Linked DNA regions of Gossypium arboreum: region 2 is linked to region 1. The links are chromatin contacts, called in public Hi-C maps. All regions are on one chromosome and are shown on one strand. Each heading gives the region's core, a stretch centred on a gene start, on an enhancer-like site or on the middle of the called end of the contact. The rest is flanking DNA. Distances are from core to core; before and after follow the strand shown.

Region 1 (4,214 bases), core at 1,281-3,780:
CATTGGTTCACTCCTACACAATAAACAAGTCAAATTTAAGATGAAGATGGGGGACTAGAGGAATTAGTTGCTGCATGAGGCAATTTGCACTTAGTATGAAGGGGACAAATAACAGAAAACCAAGTTGTGAAGATCATTTCATCAATACTTGTATGCCTGAGGGGCACATCTGAGCAGAATTATGAATAAAGCGTACTGGTAAAAACTTACTTCCTCTCCAAAGTATCAACAGCCTTGTCTTCTTGGGTGCAATCATTCTCTAGATCAATTACTTCAATCTCCTTGCAGTTACTTGTATGCCTATTACCACCACCAGAGTTGGAGTTACTCATTGACAAATCAATATCAATTGTTGCTGCTTCACTTTTGGTTTCTGAAGTGGAGGAGTACATAATAATTGGATCATTATGATGACTTTCATTTATATCAGACGCTTCCATCAGATTAAGGTCACATATCTTGAATGCATTTGGAAAAAGCTGCTTTTCTTGTACATAACTGACACTTGATTCACCATCTCCATCAGGAAAACTTGAAGTAGTAACCAAGCTGTCTTGGATCCCTCGTTCTACAATCACACCAACTTTCTCAGAAGGCGAAGCTGTGCCTTCTACTGAGCCTACTTTCTTATCATCAAAATCAGAAAAGGGAAGGAACTCAGCCTTTGTAGTCACAGGCTGAAGCCATTCTCTTGGCTTTTTGGCTCCCTCTCTCAAATCACTCTGCTCCAAACCTCGTTTTTCACCTCTCTCTTCAATTACAACCATAGAGCAGGATCTTTGGAGTCCAGGCATCTCCTGAGCCAATTCCTCCTCAGTGTCATGCAATAGGACTCTATCTGGGAAAGACTGAGACCTTGTACACTTACCCTGCTCAACACCATACATGTGATCCAAGCCGAAAGAATGAACTGACAAGTCTTTCGAAAGTTCAGAATCAGGTTTCGAATCCTGAGTTTTATTTAATAGCAGATCACCAGAGGAACCTCCCAGAGAGTTGTCTTCAAGCAATGCTTGAGGAACATTTGGAGATTCAAAATCAGAAACACCTTCCTGCTCAATGGTTGAAACTGAGTCCGGTTTTAAGTTCTTCAATGTCAAGGAAGAACGTGTTTTAGTAGGCACCTTAGCAAATTTGCAGAGGGCCAGTAAATCTGCACCAGTCTTCCCCGAGATATCATCCTCTGTAGAAGAATGCTTGAAAGATGAATCATTCAAGATACCCTCCTCTTCAGTTTCAACATTATCATTGCCGCCATCCTTCAGTTCTACAGCCTCAGCTCTAAAATCCATTGATTCATCCGATCTCTTCTGGAGTTCTCCATCAGTTTCAGACTTTAGATCTTTCTCGGCACCAGAAGAACTTGCCTTTAAGCTCAATTCATCCTCTAGATTGTACTTAACATCAAAGTTATCTAATTCTTCACCTTTAGGAGCAAACTCGTTCGAAACAGACTTCTGCAATCCATTACCAACATCTTTACCAGCCTGTGGCTCTTCATGATGTCCAGAAACATTATCATCATCAATCTCCAAGTCAGGAGAACCCCGAATCCGATCAGACCATGACCCACTTCCCCCATATTCTCGACCCCGGTAAGATCCCTCTTTCCTTCTTCCTTTAGAAAGATTTTTAGACCATGTGGAGTTATTATCATCAAGGTACTTCCTCCTGCCTGGACCCAAATCAGAATTAGCATTTCTAAGACGAGCAAGTGCCGATGTTCGGCCATCATAGGGAACGTGCAAGTTATCACCCTCTTGTGACCTATAGTCTTGATAATCCCCCATTTGCTTCTTCAACCTACCGTTCTGCCATTTAGCAGGTAGCACAGTTGGGGGCAATAACCCCTGAGAGACCAAATATTCCGCCGCAAGACGGCCAGCTTCCATAAATATGTCAGTGCCTTCGCGTGCTGGGAGCGGATGCGGTTGAAACGATTTCGGGTGGCTTTGACCACGCCCAAAACCACGCTTGAAGTTGCGGTACTCTGAATTGTAAAACCCATGGCCTCTACCCGATGTTTCAGGGGATATCCGGGAGGCGGAAACCCCCATCGCCATAGAATTAGACCTATAGTCATTCCCAGCGGTTCTATGTCTAGCATGCATGTTTGAAGCAGACCAAGTATCTGCACAACGCAGTATCGAAAATGAAGGAAAACCCAAGAAATAAACAAGAGATAATATCTGTGTATTTACTCTATCACTTCCAATTTAGAGCTGAAGATGTAAAACAAAACAGAGACATATCGGGAGGTGAAATTAAGGGTAGAAGTAGCAATAAGTTGGGGAATCCACGAAATGAAATATATGATTGATAGTGAAAAATCAAAATCAAACCTTCTTTTGTTTGTTTGTTTGGTTTTTTTTTTATTTTATTGAATTTGGATGATGCGTGCTTGGATGAAGAAGAATATCATCTGCTTTAATTTTTAGGGTTCCAGATCCAACAAGGAAAAATGAAAATCCCTAATTAATTTCATTTAATTTAACTACTATTTCTTTCATTTATTTATTAATAAAAAGAAGAAAGCAGGATATTTTAGTTTTTGATCATTTTTGCTTTTACCTTTGTTTGTTTTGTAAATTTTCTAGGTTAAATTGTGCTATTAGTCCTTGTACTTTGCTAAAATTGTGGATTTTTCCTTATACTTTAATTTAATCATTTTAGCCCTATATTTTTCAAACTTCAAATTTTCAGTCCTTACCAAATAAATAAGTATTAAATTTATTAAGTTCTATTATTTTTAAAATCTAATCGCCAAACATGTTATAATATATATAATGACATGTTAGTATATTACTTCCACATATCACTCACTAAAATTTCAATTAATAAATCAAAGACTATCATTTATGTCAAGACTAAAATATCAAATTTTGAAAATATAGGATTTAAAATAATTCAATTAGAGTATATGAACTAAATTTACAACTGTATTCATAATCCATAACTAGTAATTGAATTTAACCAAACGAATTTAAAGCTATGATTTTGGTCAGGACTAAAATTTAAATTTTAAAAAGTTACATGAATTAAAATTGACCAATTCAAAAATATAGAGATTAAAATTGATCAAATTAGAGTATAAAGACTAATTACATAACTTTCATAAAGTATAGGGGCTAATAACAAAGTTAAACTTTTTTTAAATAAAATCATGCTTTGGGTTTTGGTTTTGGTTTCAGATTCGGTGTGTGCATGTCTTGTATTGTTGGTAGGGAATCACACGTCAGTGCTTGTGTATGGTTAGCACGCGCCTGGACCACAAAGAACTTACCAGTGAAGCCATGTAAAGTGATCGGTTTTGATCGGACAATGATTCTCACGATATGTTTTGTTTTGTGTTCTTAAAACCGCATTTTCTTCGAAATATTTTAGAAAAAGACTTTCTTCTTTATCTTTATCTAATATTTCCTTTTCCTTTGTAAAACCTTAAAATTTTAATTCTGAATTTATTTTGAGTGCCATCAAATTAAATTTTATTTTATTTTATTTTTAATTCAAATAAATAGTAAATAATTATAATTTATTTTCAATACAGTCGTACATTAATTTTGAGATAAATATATGATTTTATTTTTACTTAAAATAAATAAGTTAATAAAATAAAGTAATTTATGTGCTTGTTAATCTAATAAATATCATTAAAATTAAAATTGAAAAAGAAATTGTATTTTAATTTCATCAGAGTATTTTATTTTAATAACTCAATCTGACAATATAATTTTTTAATAATTTTATTTAATATTTTTATGTATATAACAAAGATTGTAATTTTATTTCCTAGATCGTGTGGAAGGTAAGAAAGCTGCCATAGGAAAGTGATATTCTAAATATCGATATAAATATATCTATACTATTATTTAAATTTCTAAAATTTCTAATTAAATTGGTATCATAAGTTAATTGGGTATCATTTATTTTATATTAAATTATTATATTATTTTTATCTTTTATATAATTTTTAAATAAAAGAACTAAATTTAACATATTTAATTCCTCAAAAAATTAGCATATCCCATGATCAAATATCTATTCAATAGATTTATAAATAAGTTCTTTATCACTATACTAATAATAATTATTGGGTAATTTTTTAAATTATTTACATAAAATGTTTTCACTCACTCACATTTTCTATTTGTACTATTATTTAAACTCCTATTGAGTTAATATCACGGGTTATCTGGGTACCAACTACTAATTTA
Region 2 (4,339 bases), core at 1,356-3,855, 140 kb before region 1:
CTACCTTTAAATTTACCCCGAGGATTTCGTTCATGTGTCCTTCCATGATCATCATCAGCATTTCAATCTTGTCTCCCACGAACAATAAGACCCTCTCCCTGAGAGTCAGGTTTAACCACAAGATGTTTCATCTTATCATAAGAGGTCAAAGAATCATAAACCTCATCAACTGTGAGAGACTTGCAGCTATATAAAATCGTGTCTCTAAAGGTTGAATAAGACGGGGGCAATGAACAAAGTAGAATCAACCCTAGATCTTCCTTATCATACTGAACCTCTATGGCCTCCAAGTTTGAGAGAATTTCTTTAAACACTGTTAAATGTTCGTGCATAGACGCACCTTCCTCCAAACGATGAGCATAAAGACTCTGCTTAATATATAACTTGTTGGCTAGAGTTTTCGACATACATATTTATTCTAGCCTCTTCCATAATACAGCAGTGGTTTTCTCCTTCATCACATCTTGCAAAATTTCGATAGACAAATACAAATGTAATTGTGTTAATGCCTTTCGATCTTTATTCTTCTTCTCTTCATCCATTAATGTCGAAGGCATTTTATCTATGCCTAGCAGGGCATGCTTCAAATCCATCTGCACAAGAACTGCTTGTATCTTAATCTGCCACAACATAAATCTGGTGTTGTAATCCAACAACAGAATTTCATACTTCAAAGACGCCATTACCGTGATCGAGATAAACAACCCAGAAGCTCAGATACCAATTTGTAAAAAATAGAATGCCGTTAATGACAATATATCGCAAAGAAAAGAGAAATAAAAATAAAGAACACACAAATTTTTATATGAAAATCCTTTAGGGAAAAAAACACGGACAGAAGAGAAGAAAATTCACTATGTTGAATTCGAATAATTACAAGAGTAGTAGACTATGGCTATTTATAGGCTTGTAAAACCATATTCTAATAAGAGCGTAGTAAGGTTGAAACACCTTATTCTAATCAATATAAAAAAGATGGAATTTAATAAGGTTTAAAAAACCTTATTCTAAAATAAAATAAAAGAAATATAGTTCTATATGGATTTTACTTTTATTTTATTTTACCATTGTATTTCATTTAAATAAGGATTCGGTCACTTAATTCCAACAAAATAACATACAATATATAATAAAACGTATGGTTTGAAACTAAATAATCATAATACCACATGAAATATGTACGATATTAAAAATTAGATTAAATTGTGAGTAAAATTAAATTTAAACACATGAATACATCATATTAAATTATAGTATAGATATACAACTAAAGAAGGTAATAAATTATGCATATTACAATTAAAACATATGTCAAAGTCAAATGAAACTTTACTTGAGTACTAAATTTAAGGTTTTACTAATCTAATTAGTGTGGATTCGAATCCGACCATATATATATATTTATTGGGTTTTAAATAAAAGACTAAAATACCCTCACATAATATAATTTATTTTAATTAAAGAAGGATATTTCTATAATTTCCCTAACTGAATTGATGCATGGTTAACTCGTGAAACCAACTCAGTTAGAGACTTAAATAATAGTATAGATGGAATTTAGGAAAAAAATTGATATTGAGGGAGTCTCATGTCTTCTCTCTGTGAAAATATTGTTATTGGTTCTAGAGAATTCTCGATGGAAGGCTTGATCCCTGACAAGATTCATTTTAGAGATAAAGATGGAAATAGAGGTAACGATATGGTGATGGATCTGAGTGCTGAACAGATAAGCTCTTGGAAAGACAAGCTAGTAAGCCAATCTTCCAAATTCAATAGGAATGGATTAGAGGAGAAAGAGGATTTTGATTTATTGGAAGGAGATATCCAAAAGTCTATAGTGAATGGTATCCCTTACATTGAGTTTTTAGATCAGATCCATCAAATCCTCATTAAAGATATGAAAAACACAATGATCTTGAAACTTTTAGGGCGTAATATTGGTTATTCAGTCCTGCAGAATAAAGTCTATAGCTTATGAAAGCTCTCATCACCATTCCATTTGATGGACACAGAAAATGGATATTTTCTAGTCAAATTCCAGAATAAGCTTGATTGTGAGAAGGTCTTTTCTAGGGGTCCCTGGATTGTGTTTGGCCAATACTTGACAGTACAACCATGGACCACCTTCTTCAGTCCAATACAAAATTTTTCGAAGGTAGTAATCTCATGGATCAGGCTTCCTGGTTTGACAGGATACTTGTACAAATGAAAGATTTTGTGGGAAATAGGAGGAATGATCGAGAAGGTACCAAATTGCATATGAAAACTTATAACAGAGTAAGAGGCTGTTTTATCTGGATAGTGGTCTATATCAACTTGGAGAGGCCTCTGGTTTCTAAAATTTTAATTAATGGCAAAGTTAAAATATTTGAATATGAATTTTTTCTGATGGTTTACTTTTAGTGTAGAAGAAATGAACATGTTAAAGAAATGTGCACCTTCAAGGCAGATGAACACAACACCACAGATGAATCACTGCTAATTGGTTTATCACCAAAAAACCAAAATTTAGCTATCAACAACATGTTGGAGAACAGAAAAACTTACGGGTCATGGATGTTAGTGGAAAAGAAATCTAGGTGAAAGGCTAGGGATCCCCTGCAGTTGAATGCTAAAAATCTAGCGAAGAACAAGGGAATGTTTAAGTTTAAAGTATTGATGGAGTTGGAACTAAATGCTAGGGTTTTTTCTGGTTATCAAACCGAGGTGATTGACAATCGACGTAATAAAGGGAAAGGAATAATGAATGGGGACCATCAAAAAAGAAACCTTAAGGCAAAGCAACGGTCATCCGGTAAGTAAATTAGTGGACAAAGGTTCACCTAATAAATTGGGTTTTAAAAATATTGCTGGCCTGGTGAGATCAAATGGAGCTGCTAGTGGGTTGCCTGTTGGGCTTGGTGCAACTAGTACGTTGGCTAATGGTAATCATTTAGGAAATGGCGAGTCTAGGAAGAATATAAAAGAAACTAATGAGCGGTTGAATCTTAATGGCTCACTTGAAGGTATGCCATTTTCTAAGGTGAACAAGGTTATAGAAGGACTTGGAAGATAGTAGACACCCAAAGCTACTATCATCAAATAGTATCTGATAAAGAATGATGAGTCTGTTGATTCAGAATTTGAGCTATTTAATGGCAACGATGGGGATTCTTTGGAATCTAATTTTGCTCCATGCTCAACAATAGAAGGAATGATAGGTATTGCGTCAGAGGTGATGGTCGGCAACCTTGACCCCAAAAAACACACGGCTGTGATTTTTAAGGTGAAAAAAGATTAAAAATATGATTCTAACGATGAGGGGAATAATGGAATAATTGTGTTGAAGGCAGTGGTTCGCTAATCTGGAAAAGAGAATGGTGATAATCTTAGAGGTAGGAAAATAACAAAAAAACTTAATAAAATCAATCATGGCTGATATAATAGATTCAAAAACTTGGATAACTTCACGCGTTCCGTTGCGAGAGACCATGAACTACTTGACTGAGATTATTTTGACTAATAACAGAGGGGAAATCAACTTAGGTGATTTTGTTAGGTTAGAGGAGCATCTGGCCAGAATTGATCCTCATGGACAGTAAGACTGTATCGTTCTCTTTTTAATTTTTTTTAATGTTTAATTTTTTATGGATTTAAAATTAAAATTGTTTTCATGGAACTGCCAAGGGTGCGCTAACAGTAAATTTCTTTGAGTTTTTCCTGAATATAATGTATAATTTAATCCAGATATAGGATGTTTGTGGAACAGAGAATAAGTAGTAAAAAATAAAATTATGTTATTGGTAAATTAAGGTCTAATTTTCTCACCGTATTGAAGCTGTTGGCTTTTCAGAAGGCATCTGGGTGGTTTGCAAAGATTCTATTAAGATTCAAATTATCCAAAATCATCCTTAGTTCATTCTCCTTCATGCTGATGATATTTTTTCTACTAATTCCTTTTTTATCTTATTTGTTTATGGTAATCCTGATACGAAGAAACGAAGACTACTTTGGGATGGTTTGAAATTTGTGTTACTACATATTTTCTCTCCTTGGTTAATAATAGGTGACTTCAATACTATTCTTTCACTTGATGATAAAAAAGTTGCTGTGCGACCGAAAAGAGATGCAAATTTTTTTTGGAAATTTTGTTGATTCTTATGATTTGCAGGATTTGGGATACATTGGTCCTTCATTTACTTAACAAGGAGAAGGTACGTTTGAAATACTAGATTGGGCATTGGCTAATAATGCTTAGGTGACAAATTTCCTTCAATGTTTAGTTTCTCACCTTTTTTGCATGAAATTTTATCATAGACCCATCCTTCTAGATATAAGACCAGATCTAAATTTGGCTGGA

What was found. A called contact is a pair of places that touch in the nucleus more often than the background predicts.
Region 2: a Hi-C map of leaf shows a contact between it and region 1, with 3 times the contacts expected there. The contact joins the enhancer-like site here to the promoter of LOC108464045 in region 1. A contact is called at or near these places in 2 of 5 Hi-C or Micro-C datasets (both in leaf).

What each region holds. Positions count from the first base shown.
Region 1 is chr13:107,280,993-107,285,206 of ASM2569848v2, reverse strand. LOC108464045 reads right to left here and starts at 2,530. Exons shown (of 4, transcript XM_017764123.2): 1 at 211-2,530; 2 at 1-13. The coding sequence starts at 2,111.
Region 2 is chr13:107,417,752-107,422,090 of ASM2569848v2, reverse strand. No RefSeq gene overlaps it. Among protein-coding and RNA genes, the nearest start is that of LOC108463835, 18 kb to the left of the region's middle. Within about 2 kb of position 2,605, at least 2 of the 2 cell types and tissues checked have an H3K27ac peak or open chromatin away from gene starts, as enhancers often do. A contact at or near this core is called in leaf, where this site is marked.